2 separate regions of the Rattus norvegicus genome follow, and region 2 is linked to region 1. A link is a contact called in public Hi-C data. All regions are on one chromosome and are shown on one strand. The core of a region is the stretch at or near the end of the contact, and the rest is flanking DNA. Distances in the headings are between cores, read along the strand shown. Region 1 holds the start of Cry1 (cryptochrome circadian regulator 1). Region 2 overlaps Cry1 (cryptochrome circadian regulator 1).

Region 1 (7,355 bases), core at 438-2,937:
AAATGAATCATAAACTCCATAAGGGCTGTGGTTTTGTTGTTAAGTTTGTCTGTTATCTCTTTGGAACATAACCTGCCTCATTCACTAAGTAATTGCTATGCTGGTTCTAGTTGCACAGGCCTATGACACCAGGTCTTCCTGAAGCAGAGGCAAGAGCCTCACTCTGAGGCTTTCCTAAGCTGCAAAGTGAGTGAAAGGCCAGCCTAGACACTTAATAATAATCCTGTCTCCAAAAATAAATAAACAATAAATAAATAATCCCGGCTTAATATACGCACATGAGTGATACTAGGACTCAGGGGTGAGGGCAGGAGAATCAAGAGCCATCCTCAGTTACACAGTAGATTCAAGGTAAGCCAGGACTGCATGAGTCCGTCTCAACATAAAGGGCATAGTATATCTAAGGCATGGCCCACCTGTAGGTTATTGCTAGGAAGCCCGGGAAAGGTGCACATGTGGCCCAGTGTTCTAGTTAGATTTCAACTGCTTTGATAAGACAACATGAGCAAACGCAACTTGGGCAGGGAGGAGGGGGTTTGTTGATGTTGATAGTTAATGGTCCATCATGGAGAGAAGTCAGGGCAGAAATTCAAAGCAGAAATTTGGAGACTGAGCTGAAGCAGAGGTCATGGAGAAAAAGTTTTGGTTCCCTGTGGCTTTCTCAGCCTGCTTTCTTGAACAACCCGCCTAGGGCTACCTGCCTAATGGTGGCACTACCCACACTGGGCGGGCCCTCCCACATTACTCATTAATCAAGAAAGTGCCCAGACTTCCATACAGGCAACCTGATGGAGGCCTCTACGCAGTTGAGATTCCTCTTCCCATATTAACTTCACTTGACAAAAACAAAATACAAAACAACCCCCCCCCAAAACTTAATCAAGATAGCCTTCTAAACTACACTTCTAGTACTAGATAAGGGTCGATAAACTGACGATGTATCAACAGTATTATGAAATGCTTGGCAGTGCTGTATATCTGGTATCGGACCTGAATTCTCCAGAGTTTGGGTAAAAGTGCCTACCCCAAACAGTAAAAAGGCTGACGGGGTGGTTTCTGCTCCTTCCACAGCAGGGGACTCCAATGAACACTGGATTGAAGCTGGCGGTGACGCCTCGGACTGTGCCTCTCACCCAGCTCCGCAATAACTCTCAGGGTACAAGGAACTGGCCTCAGATTTTCCACACACTCCATAGGAAGAACTCTGGGCGCGCTCCCGTCCCCTGGCCCCGGCTCTTACACCTCGAGAGCGCACGCGCGCCGTGCCCAGCAGAGCGCGCGCCCGCGAGCTCCCCGCAGCCCCGTGCTCATCCGGGTCCCCGCGAGCTTCAGCCAATGGAGGCGGCTCCCAGCCCAGGGAGCAGAACTACGCCTCCTCCCCCTCCCCGCGGCCTGTGGACCCCGCGAGCGTCCTGGGACTGAGGAGACCCGCAGAGGCTGCGACCCCGGCTCCCAAGCGACAACACAGGTCGGGAGCGCCCAGCGATCGCAACGGGTCCCGAAGCGCCAGGCGCCGAGGTGCACGCGGAGGTCCGAGCCAGCGTAGTAAACACACTTCAGAAACGTGAGGTGCCGGTGGTCACGTGGGGAGCGTACCGCCCAATGAGAAGCCGGGGGCGGGGCGGAGGCCGCTGACGCGGCGGAGTCACCCGGGCAGCCTCGGGACCGGTGACCGGCCGGCGAGTGTCCCGCGGCCTGGAGCTCTAGCCCGCGCTATCCGAGCTCGCTGCCCACTCTGGGGCGCACAGGCCGCGTCGCGCGGAGGCCGCGGAAGCTCGTGTCGGTCCGTGGAGGCCGCCTGGGGCGCGCCACCGTCTCCTCGCGGGCCGCCTCGGTTGGGCGAGCTTTCCGTGACGAGCCTCCCGGGGCTGCTGCGGCCAGCTCGGGCCGTCGTGGCGGCTCGAGCCCCGCGCGCTCGCTTGTACTCCGGGGGTCCCAGGCCCTGGAAGGTATGCGTGTCCTCCGGACGCTGGGCGCGGGCTCCTGAAGGACGTCGCGCGTGGATCCCGGAGCCTCGGCAGCCTCCATTCATCTGCCAGCTGCGCGCTCGCCGCCTCCGCGCCCCGCCTCGGCGTCGCCTCCTCCCGTCCCCTCTCTGCCGCCCTTTCCCCACTCCTCGCGTGAGGAGGTTCTCCTGGAAGCGCAGGTGTCGGTTATGAGCCCGACTTCCCTCGCTTGAAGCTCTCGGTAGAAGAAGTCGGGGTGACCCGCCGCGCCCCGAGCATGGGGGTGAACGCCGTGCATTGGTTCCGAAAGGGACTCCGGCTGCACGACAACCCCGCCCTGAAGGAGTGCATCCAGGGCGCCGACACCATCCGCTGCGTGTACATCCTCGACCCCTGGTTCGCCGGCTCTTCCAACGTGGGCATCAACAGGTGGCGGTGAGTCCGAAGCGCTTGGGAGATCGATCGCGGTGTATGGGAATCGGGTGTCGATGAGTTAGTGTCAGATCTGAGATTTGGTTTTAATCCAGGGACCGAATTGCCTGCATCGTTGAAGAATTGTAGATGTGGTCAGTATTAAATAGTACAGACTTAGTAGTAGAGAGTACCGATGACTCTGAAACACCGGTAAGTTATGTGCCTGTTGTTAATGGGAACTCCTTCCCTGATTTGTGAGAAATGACTAGGAGGAGAATTAAACATTCCTAGATCTTAATGGCCTTGATATCTTAGGCCTCCGAAAGGATCGGAAACCTTAATGTTGACGTGTGTGTCTAGGTAACTCCTGGTGTAGAAAAAAAGCCATTCATTTATTATAGCGGGCTCCGGATCCAGCTTTCTTCCCCCTTGAGGTTAGAGGAGGAAAAGCAAGGGAAAGAATTACCCGATTTCTCTTTGCTCAACTCTCTCTCAACTCCTCCTTGTGGTTGACAAGATAAAGCACAGTTTTTCTTTCGAGGCAAAGTATAATCCTTCTAGGGAATCACCACTGCAAGAAATCCTCCGTTTTATGAGCTGTACCTGGAAAAACAGGATAGATGATTGCGCGACGGACTGAAATGAAGCATTACTTCAGCAGATATGTTGTGCCAGCCATATCTTTGGATATGAGGGATAGAGTTGTTAACGAGAAGTCTGCCCTCTTCAGGCAAATGTCCAAGAAAGGAAAAATGTACGTGTAGTCTTTTAGGAGATGAGAAGTCTGCAAGGAAAAGACTAGGTAAACAGGGCCAGGGATGGGAACACAATTTAAAATAATGTTACCTGGGGATAAAGCTCGCTGGAAGAGTTACCGCTAGGATGTGTGAGTGAGGTTCAGTAGTAGGAACCATGGGAAAGAATGTTGATTGATAAAATAATGGAGAAAGTGATCGGAGATTTGAAGACGTGGTGGGATGCAGCTGTTTAAGGGAAGAACATTGCAGGAAAAGGTCCTGAGGTGAGAACGTGCTTGATCTTTGGAAGGAACGGCCAGCCAGGATGACTGGAGCAAAACGTCTCGGGAAAAGTACTAGTCGATGAAGTCAGAGTGGTAACAGGGCCAGATGACAGAGCTGTGTAAGAGCTGTGAAGGCAGTTATGAAGGTCTGTGATTTTACTTGAGGAAAGTGGAAGTGATTACAGGATTATTAGCAGAAGTGACACGAGCTAACGTAAGTTAGAAGACAGGGTTTTTTTGTTTTTTTGTTTTTTGTTGAGATTCTGAGAACGTGATGAATTGGGCATTGAAGCTGGACAAGAAGTGTGGGAACCACTTAGGGGACGTTGGTTTCCAGCTGCAAGCTTGGAGAATGGCTGGGATGGATGTGCTGGCAAATTGGTTATGGGGTTGAGCAAAACAAAAAGAGCTATATTACCATAGTCAAAAGGTGAAAACAATCCACATGTCCATCAACTGATTAGTGGACTTCACGGTGTGGTACTTGGCCATGAAGGAATGAAGTATTGATAAATGCCGTAAACGGTGTAGGTGAACCATGAGAGCATGGCAGCTGAAAGAAGCTAGTCATGGAGCTTCATACTGTAATGATTGTGCTATGAACTATCCACAGTGGGCGAGTACACAGGGACAGAGAGCAAATTAGTGCTGACTTAGTCCTGGGGAAACTGGAGAGTCAAGAGGGCATCTCTGTGGACACACAGGTGATTAAAACTTCCTGGAAAGTTCTTGTCAGAACACTTCCATGAATAGCTATTAAACTGTGAGCTTTAAGAAGTCTACTTACCTCTTCAAGACTCAGCCCAAATGTCACTTTTTCCCTGTGATACCTTCATCATCTGGTCTAGGGTGATAGAAACTTCTGAACCCTTACACCATTTGCTTGCCATTGCTTCTTAGACCTTCTAGGATGTACAGCTTTTGTAAATGAATGTTTGGTATCGTTAGTTGGTTTGGGCTGCTGATTAGATTGAGTGGTTTGCAAATAAAAGACTTATTTCTCTCAGTACTAGAGGCCGAGAAGTTTGAGATCAAAGCACTGGTATATCTGCTATCTAGTAAGGGCATTTTACCTCATAGGTGCATGCTGTGTATGTTCTTAGATTATGGGGGAATGAAAAGAGCCTCACAGGTCTGATCATGGGAATCATCCCACTGGTGAGAGGAGAACTCTCCTAACTTGATTGTCCCGTGGTAACATCACATTGGAGATTAGGTTTTGTCATAAGAGTTTTGGGAATGGAAATGCAACATTCTGACCACAGCAGGTGTAGAATATATTCATTCCTCTCTTCCATTCGGCAGATTGTACCTGCCTAAAGAGAAGCTACAGTTTCCCTTAAACCAAAGATTGTCTGTCTGTTCTTCCTATTTGTGGAAGGTTCTATTCCTAGGAATTTGTAGCACTGACTACAACAGAGTCTCTGCCAAAGACTCTGTGTGTGTGTGTGTGTGTGTGTGTGTGTGTGTGTGTGTTGTAATTGAGAGAAAAGGCAGAGCCTGAAAACATAGTCCTAAAGGAAATGAGGAAACAGACTGTAGGACATGGGGAGGGGTCTGCATTCTCTATACAATAATAAGTACATAGTAGTCACCTGGTAAATATTAGTTTAATTTCCCTTATAGATCTAGAGTTTAAGAATGAGGCACTTTCATTACAACTTAGATACTAATGTATCCCTGAGAGTTATAACTGAGAAACCTAGATAGCTAGGTGTGGTGGTGTGTGCCTATAATCCCAGCACTTGAGGGATAGAGGATAAGGGAATCAAAAATTCAAAGTCACCCTCAGCTACATAGTGATTTTGAAGTAAATCTGGACTAAATTAAAGACTACCTCAAAAAGCAAAATTTTAAAAAAGTTCAATGAATACATTACTTTTATTATTTAAACTTTAACTACACAGTTGAAACCATCACACATAAGACCTTTAATCACTAATGCACCAGTTAGTACTAATCTACTAGTACACGAAGAGCTAAATTTACAAATGTGCCTGCATAATTACCTTTCCAGTATATGATTTCAGTAAGAAACATGTAGATCATCTTTGATACACTTTTCTAGTTTGATTATTTAACTTTTTATTCATATATTTTCAAATGTCTCAAATCTACAACTTCTGTTCTTATGTGTGTTACTGAAAAACATAGCACATTTAAACTTTTAATTACCTCAGTTGTCAGATCTGTTCTCGTTTTCCTAATAGGCATTTGGATTTTTCTGGTTTTTTGGGTCTAAGGTTTGTTGACTGTTTTTCTATTTTGCTGGTTATTACTCAACATGATGATACGCATCTGTAACCCAGGACTCAGGAAGCTAAGGCAGGAAGATTGTTGAACATTAGAGGGCAACCTGTGCTCCACTGCAAGATGCTGTAGAAAGAAAGGAAGGAAGGGAGAGAGAGAGAGGAAAGAAGAGAGGGCGGACAACCTCCTATAAAAATAATAAATAATAGTAATATTAAAAAGAATACCTTTACAAAAAGCATGAGGTCCAGGGTCCACATAGTTTGATGTTAGGTTTGTTGAGTGACTTTTCCCAGAGAGGTGTAAAGTCACATCTACTGACTTCTCAGGAAGGGCAATGACAGAACAAGGAAAGGATTCCATCCAAATTGGTCCAAATCAGACAGCTGTGTCAGCAGAAGTCCCACCCCAACCACTTGTTTCTTCTTTCTGTACTTAGAAAGAGGATGGCCTTGGTGAGGGGCTTGTGAGCCTTGTGACTCCTAGTCTTTCTCTAGGAGAAATGGTAGTAGCCAGATCTTGTTAGGCCTTGTGAGGGCCTCAGTCTGTTTTGCTTTAGAACAGGGATAGCTAGGCCTAACCCCGAGGAAACATCAACACTTACGGGGTTCTGAGAACAGATAAATCAGTGCTGTACAGATGGTTTCTAAGCATAGTAGAATAAAAGGAAACCACGTAGAGCTTCGTTAAATAGAATACAGCAACACTTTTGAAATAAACCTTAGACTCATCTCAAGAAGGTACTGGAAATACACTCATGGAAGTCATTGATAATTAAGTAGATCAAAGAAAAAATTATTTTCAGAGATGTTGAAAACAATAAAATCCAGCATTCCTTCTTCATAAAAACTAGTTCTAAGTCAGAAACAAAGGGATACTTGGCAATATGAAAAAGCTACTCAAATCTCTTGCTTGATGGGTAGGTAACATTAGAAGCTGTAAAGTCTGGAGCAGGATTAAGGCTCTGGCCATCATCATATGCCAGAGACACCATGCAGTATAAGGAGCATAGAATTGAAGGAGGAAGGAAAGTTACTGCTATTTGTAGCTAAGGTGACTATAACAAAGGTCATGTGATAACAGTTGAGGGGTGTGGCTGGGTACAGTATTTTTTAATCTAAGTTACAGAAAATTGGAGTGATGTATAGTTCAACAGTATCTGTTTTATAAGGTTTCCTTTTCTTTGTTCTCCTTTATATTCAGGTGTCTGAAGAGGGGGTGGAAAGGGTGTCAGAGGCAGAGGAAATGGGTATCTGCAGCAAAGCAGTGTTTACTGGACACAGCAGTGCCTTACCCCATAGATAAGTTGGGTTCATAGGCGGACACAATAATGGGTTGTATTCTTTGCCTAGACTCTGTTCTCTAATAGTGAGGTGTGGGATAGTAGGTCTTCATCGGTTATGAATATTCTTTAGGGGTTCAGCAGAGTACACCTTAGTCTTTCTAGCAAGAAGAGTTTCAAGGTCTTCCAAAGCCCCAGCAGCTACTTCTGCCTATTCTCCTGCTTTTCTTTCCTCTATTTGTCAAACGCACCTGGAATTCCCTCTGTTAATCTCAGCTTTGATGTCTTGCTGTTAGAGTCTTACCTTCTCATAGTCACAGGAGTGGCCAGGGGAAGCTCATTTCTTCCAAATGTAATATGTAAACTCAAAAGTAAAATATTTAAACAAAAATAAAAGATTAGTGAATTCAGTGATGTAATCATATAAAAGTTGTTCATGCCA
Region 2 (6,487 bases), core at 2,325-4,824, 35 kb after region 1:
ATGATGTTCTCTCTGATTGCCTTTCCTGCTTCAGTGTCATGATTGATTGGCACTCCCCATTTACCTGACCCATGGTGTCTTAGGCATTATTGAAGTGTTGTTCTCTGGCTTGTGACACTATTGAAAGGCTTTTAGATCATGATGTGCTTTTATAAGTGGCTTAGTCCATTGATAGATTCATACATTGATGGCATTAATGGGAAATAGAAAGTAGGATGTGAGGCCTGGCTAGAAGTAGTACATGGTGGGGTAGGGGTAGGATGTGCCCTGAAGAGATAGGGCTTTTCCAATGTTTTCATTCTGACTGCCCCCTGTCCATCAGAAGGTGGGCCCTTTTGCTTTACCTCATGCTCCCTAACTTTGTGCTCTAACTTAAGCAAAATGCGCATGGACTGAAGTCTGGAATGGTGGGCTAAGATACAGCCTTCCTTCTGTAAGTTCCTACTGCAGCTCTCTTGTCACGGAACGAATAGTGAACTGATGCAGTGTGTACTCATCCCGTACTGCGGGGGAAAAAGAACAGCTCCAGTCATCCTTGTATCCTTAAAGCTGTCTGATTAGTTTTTCTGAAACATTTTCTTGTAGTAATTCATGGGAGAAAGATACAGTCAACCATGCTGATTAAGCCAATTAAGCACGATGAGCCCTTAGTAGCCGGGAACCAGAAGCGATGCAGGCCTCGGAGTCTCTTGGTGCCAAAGCTCAGGGGTTCCTCATTTTAAAAGGCAGGACCCGCAAAAAACATAATTTATATCAAAGTTAGGTGAAGGCCAGAGTAACCTTGAACGTTCATTCCTGGAAGATCATAGTCATTATTTCAGACATAGCATGACAGTTATCTTTGACATATACCTCTTTAGTTAGTTTAGTTTACAGTGTTTTGGTTAATACATCTGGACTACCGTCAAGGCTATAGAGACCTCAAATGTGTTGCCAAGGCAGATAGGACTGTCCACACGGGACAGGTTTGAGAACTGCTTAAGTAGCCCCAGGTGGAGTCAGGACAAGATGGCGTAACCTAAGTCACTTCAATATTTTATTGCATGCCCTATATTTTATTGCATGCCCTATAGAAAAGTAGTGTTAGATAGTGCAGAGAGCACAGCTTTGGAGTCAGATAGTCATGTTAAATTCTTTGATGTTTTGGTTGTAAACTTAGCCTTTAACTGCTGAGCCATCCTTTTAGCCCTTAAATTCTTTTTAAAATCTAAATATTTTTACATTTACTTGTGTGTGTGTGTGTGTGTGTGTGTGTGTGTGTGTGTGTGTATACGTGCGTGGGTGCATGCATGGGCTTGCACATATACACATGCACACATTACACAGTCTATGTTTGGAGATGAGAGAATAACTACAGGAAATCTCTCTCTCCTACCATGTGGATCCCAGGGATGGAACTCATGTCTTCAGGCTTGGTGACAAGTGCCTCTACTCACTGAGCCATCTCACTAGACCCAAATTAAAATTTTTATTTCATTTCATAGCTGAGTTTTGGAAATGTACATGGTAAGTTTTCAACTCTGTAGCCTTTTTACTGTGATATTTTATAGAGTTGTATACCTTTGTGCCTATAAAAATAAACATGCACCAGATATTCCTTTCCTGTCCTACTACTCCATTTACTATTGAGTCAAGCTTTAAAATACTTCACGTGACATAGTTAATTTGTTTGGTAGATATTTATAACACTTATGCTGTATTTCAGGGATTGTATGGGCATTGGAAAGTATGGCCTTAGTTAAAAATTGCTGGCCAGTGGCTAGTAATTCTCTGTCTCTTTCTCCACCTCCATTAACTATATTATATTAAAAGGCTCTTCTTTACTTTCACTGTATCCTTGAATTCTTAATATCTGCCCTACCTTAGAGAAGGAGGGAAGACAGTTGCTTCTTCCTTCTGCCTTTCCAGTGTCAGTGTTACCTTTGTGCTGCCCAGTTGTCATTCATCACACAGGTCGCAGTGAACTTCTGTGTGTGGTGCACGGCCAAGTACCTTCCCTAGTTCTGTGGACAGCATAGCTGGCATCACGGTTTTAGCTCTCATATACTGTGAATGAAGTTAGTTATCATTCATTGGAAGGAAGGCATTTTAAAATTGTTCTGAGGCAGTTTTAGTTGTTAAAATGGCTGAAGGAAGCTAGAGGACTATTGAAGAGAAGCCAGAAGTAAGATACTCTCCTTAGTATAGCATGTGATGCCTCAGACAGTAATTGTGTAGTCTCAGACTTAAGTCCAGACAAAGTTTCTCATCTTCTGAATGGAAGTCTAAATTCAGTGTGTATCAAACCAGGGGTATTGAAATTCTGTTATATATAGAGATTTTCTGGGTTCGTTTACTACCTGTGCACATCAAGAGAAGCTTCAGAACTTCAATAAATCATGCTATTGCTCCAGGAATCATATCACCAAGAACAATAGGGCACATCCTATTTGAGATACCAGTGGCACAACTTCACCAATCTGCTGGGTTTGCAGCTTTCGAATTTAAAATTATTATCTAATGTCTTATCTCTTCAGCCACAGTTTTAATATGTTTGCCAGGTGGCATTGGGTTTAGACAGTCCTGTATCCGTAGCCTAGGATTCTAGAATGCTCAAATGATACAAGTGTGCGCTACCAGGCCTGGCCTTTACTTCTCTTCATTACCGCTTTAGTTTCCTAATTTTTGATGTTTGAGAACTGAGCCTAGAGCCTTGACTATGCCGAGTGAGTGTTCTACTGTTGGAATGCACACATAATCACTTTCTTGGGTCACACCTGAGCACCCACACGAAAAGCCCTGTTCTGCCTCTGTTGGTTTCTTTGCGAGGAGTTGTGAGAGGCATATCTATAAATTTTGTTTTGGATTTTAAAAAAGCATCGCAAAACATTTGTTGTAAAAACAACTTTTTGTTCTGATATAAGTCTCTGGAGCTCTGCATTTAATTTTGAGCCTGACAAGTGCAGAATTCATCTTCACGATGTATACTTCATCTGGATTTTAATGCTAAGTATTGGCTGTTAAGAAAATGTGTATTACAGTTGATTACAGTTAGCAGAATAAATGAAAGCACTAAGAATTTGTTAGAAATTTAGAAAATGGAGCATATAAAAATCCTTTTCCATACTTAGAGACATACAAATTGCTATTTATAATTTTAAAATCTCTAATGAAATACTTTGAGGTATGACTGAAACCTCCATTTTTATTTTATTTATGATGGTGGGTCCACATCTTTTTTTTTCATATGCACGGAATATATGGAGCTGTTCTTCATGTGATGTTAATGATTTTATTATATATTCTTTAAACCGGTTTCTAGGATCAACATTGTATGGTTTCCCACTCATGACTGTATATGACACAGTGTAGAAACTCCAACATAGAACAGATGGCTGTATTATGTGAATTCATGGTGTCTTATTTTCAGTGCAGTGAGATTATGCTGTATCGTGCCCTTGCCTTTTTCAGACTATTTTATAGACAGAACTAGAAATACTAGTTATATAAGCTGTTCTAGCACAGACTAGAAAGTAGGTCATTGTGATGGGAGTATGCTAAACCACCCACTGGTTGCTATAGCAATGACCTACTTTAGAAACTATTTCTGTTGATTCATGTTGAAATCATCTTTTGGAAGTGGCATAAGGAAGTTACTACATGTACGTTTTTATAGTAGTAAAAGGTAGTGATTTCTAGAGGAAAATTCCTTAAAATGTTTAAAATGAAGAAGTACATTAATCTCTTCATTTCAAAGTGGTTTATTCAGTATTATAATTAAGTTGTGCTTCTATATTTAAAGGATTGTAGTGAATTTTACTGTCATTTGGCTTATTTAAAAACAAGTCTATTGTTTTATTAGCCGAACCTTCAAATGGGAGTACATGGCTATGCAGTGTATGCCAAATTTGTCTGTTCAGTGTTAAGCGATGTGTTAAGAGATGTCTTTATAATATATGAATGTTGAAATGATGTTCTCTGGAGCACACAGTCTGAACTCTGAGTGATCCCATTCTAAACTGAGGGCAAAGGACAAAGGGTTAGATTTTGTATAGTTTTCAAATAATGGTTTTTATTTTTCACTAAAAAGAAATTTCACTAATCAGTGACTGGTACTTTGAACCTACACTATTGAAGGTTTATTTTTCTGTTGTACTACCATAGAATTATAGGCTTTAAGATTAGTTGATTTTGAGTTTTATTGTACTGTACCTTTTAAATAAAATAGATATTTATATTAGCATTGTCATTGTCATTGGGGAATATCAAACGTTGGCTTACAGTCACATGCAGATAAAGTACACATTCAGCGAGATTCTGTATATACTGAGCATCCAGCTGATTCATCCTTTCCTATTGTTGTGCCCAAGCATTTACATATATAAATACGTGGGATTTTTGTTTTCAAAAACAGGTATTACCCTTTTTTATTTTTTTTAAAGATGGGTCACATGGGTCTGCCTATGAACTTGGGATCCCCTGCTCCACATCTTGAGTATTGGAATTACAAGTTTGCATTTCCCTGCTCACCTTCAGAAATTATTCTGAAGGGAAAATAACAATAACTTCTGTTTGATGGGTATCAGCCATTGTGCTACATTGTGTTGGTTTTATGTGTTTCTAATCTTCTCAAAAGCTGTGTGAACCGAACCTACTAGCAACTTAGCCTACTTCAAGTCTTTTCAATAGACTCTATAAGACCTATGATGATATTTACCAGATATAGAGACTAAAACATAGGTTAAGAAAGCAATGTAGTTAAGAATCAGACACAGGTACTTAATGTGAAATCCACAGAAACGAGTGAGTGTGTGTTTGTGTCGGTCTGTGTATATGTATACATGTGTATATGTGCTTGTATGCAGTTTTGTGTGCTATAAGAAACAATTTGAATTTTCTCTAGAACTAAATACATTCTCTGACAGTTGAGAGACTAAAGTAAGTACCTTCAACTCTAAGACTTAAGACTTAATAAGATAGAAACTTGAGATCAAAATTGGCAAAAATTATTTCAGACTGAAGAAAGAATAGATGACATGTTCCAAGACAGTATATGTGTGCAAAGAGCAGTAGCCTGGTGCAGAGGAGCAGTGGGGAGCGGGGTAGAACGTGACCCTGAGCCCATTGGATGGTAGCTGAGAACATACGTTGTTCTTTATTAGGAGTGAGTTTTGAAGACCTTTGTACAAGATCATGTGTCTCCCAGTGGTTGACAATGTGTGCTGCAGTGGATCAGGAGATAGAGACTGCTGGTGGGCAGATCTATTTTAAGACCTGCAGTAAATACAAGCAAGAGATAAACTAGAATTATATAGTAAAAATAGAACTGAAAAGTATTAAATAACACAATAATGCTCACCAGGTACAGATACTGTTCTGTGAGCCTCACATGTGAACTGATGAGCTCTCACAAAGACTTCCATGATGCGGGTCCTGTTATACTTCAGTTTCCTAGACAGGGAAATTCCAGATTTTTCACAGTTGATGAGTGAATAATACTTACTGCTAGACTTGTTGAAATTATGGGACATCTGTGCAGTGGGTGCTAGGAAACATGGAATTGTCTGCTGCTCTGTAAAGGTGCTCAGCAACAGTAAACCAAGTTCAGGAGCTACGGTCCCGCCCTCTCTATGCTGAAGGAATGTGCTGGTTGTCAACTCTGAGGTTTTTTTTTTTTCTTTTTCTTTTTTTTTGGATCTGGGGACCGAACCCAGGGCCTTGCGCTTGCTAGGCAAGCACTCTACCACTGAGCTAAATCCCCAACCCCCTGAGATTTTTTTTAATGAAGCTAGTATTAGTCCATTTTTACCTCTGACCAAAACTTCATTTCTCAAGGGTAGATATGTTAAGAACCTTGTATGTAACTTTCCAGTTACTTATGCACATCTAAACATTGATACATGCAGTATAAACTTTATTTGATCAAAGAAGTATTCATATTTTCTGTGCTGTGTATGATGTATTTGAGTTCTTGCAGGTGCGTGAATAAGAATTCGTGTGTATGATATTAATGTAGACTTGGTTGTTCGTCTTATAAACTAGTTACATCCTTTTGGTGTTTTTGTCTTTTCCCCCTTACCTCTTACAGACATGGCTCCGCCATTTAAGTTTAATATGAAAAACTCTTCTTGCAAGTTTCAATAGAAAACATGGACTTAGTTATAACAGCAAAGATTCAGAGATTACTCTGCCTTGGATTTACTCGCGGGACATGTGAGCTCTTTCTGCTTAAGCAAACTAGTTCATTCTATTTCTTTTACCAAAAAGAAATTTGATCTTTATTAACATCTAAGGTATCTCAAATATACCTTGCTGAGAGATGGTGAGCTTGAGACTTGTTAAAAGCACTGCACAATTCTGAGGACCAGCATTCAGATCCTAGCAAACATGTAACAATCCTGGTGCCCCTCAAATGCCAGTAGTACTAGTGCTTTGGAGAAGCAAAGCAGGATTGTTGAGGCTTGCTGTCTGCCAGTACAGCAGAGTTAAATGTGAGCTCCAGGTTCAG

What was found. Hi-C and Micro-C count contacts between places; a contact is called where the count stands out from the background.
Region 2: a Hi-C map of liver shows a contact between it and region 1, with 3 times the contacts expected there. The contact joins the enhancer-like site here to the promoter of Cry1 in region 1. A contact is called at or near these places in 4 of 12 Hi-C or Micro-C datasets (hepatocytes, liver and mammary epithelial cells).

Annotation. Positions count from the first base shown.
Region 1 is chr7:20,415,839-20,423,193 of GRCr8, forward strand. Cry1 (cryptochrome circadian regulator 1) reads left to right here and starts at 1,688. Exons shown (of 13, transcript NM_198750.2): 1 at 1,688-2,381. The coding sequence starts at 2,224. It overlaps LOC120093541 (sialic acid synthase-like), which reads left to right and starts at 2,554. Exons shown (of 3, transcript XM_039080072.2): 1 at 2,554-2,570; 2 at 3,995-4,085. The coding sequence starts at 2,554.
Region 2 is chr7:20,449,282-20,455,768 of GRCr8, forward strand. All of the region lies in intron 1 of Cry1 (cryptochrome circadian regulator 1), which reads left to right. Among named protein-coding and RNA genes, the nearest start is that of Mterf2, 33 kb to the right of the region's middle. Within about 2 kb of position 3,575, at least 35 of the 93 cell types and tissues checked have an H3K27ac peak or open chromatin away from gene starts, as enhancers often do. A contact at or near this core is called in hepatocytes and liver, where this site is marked.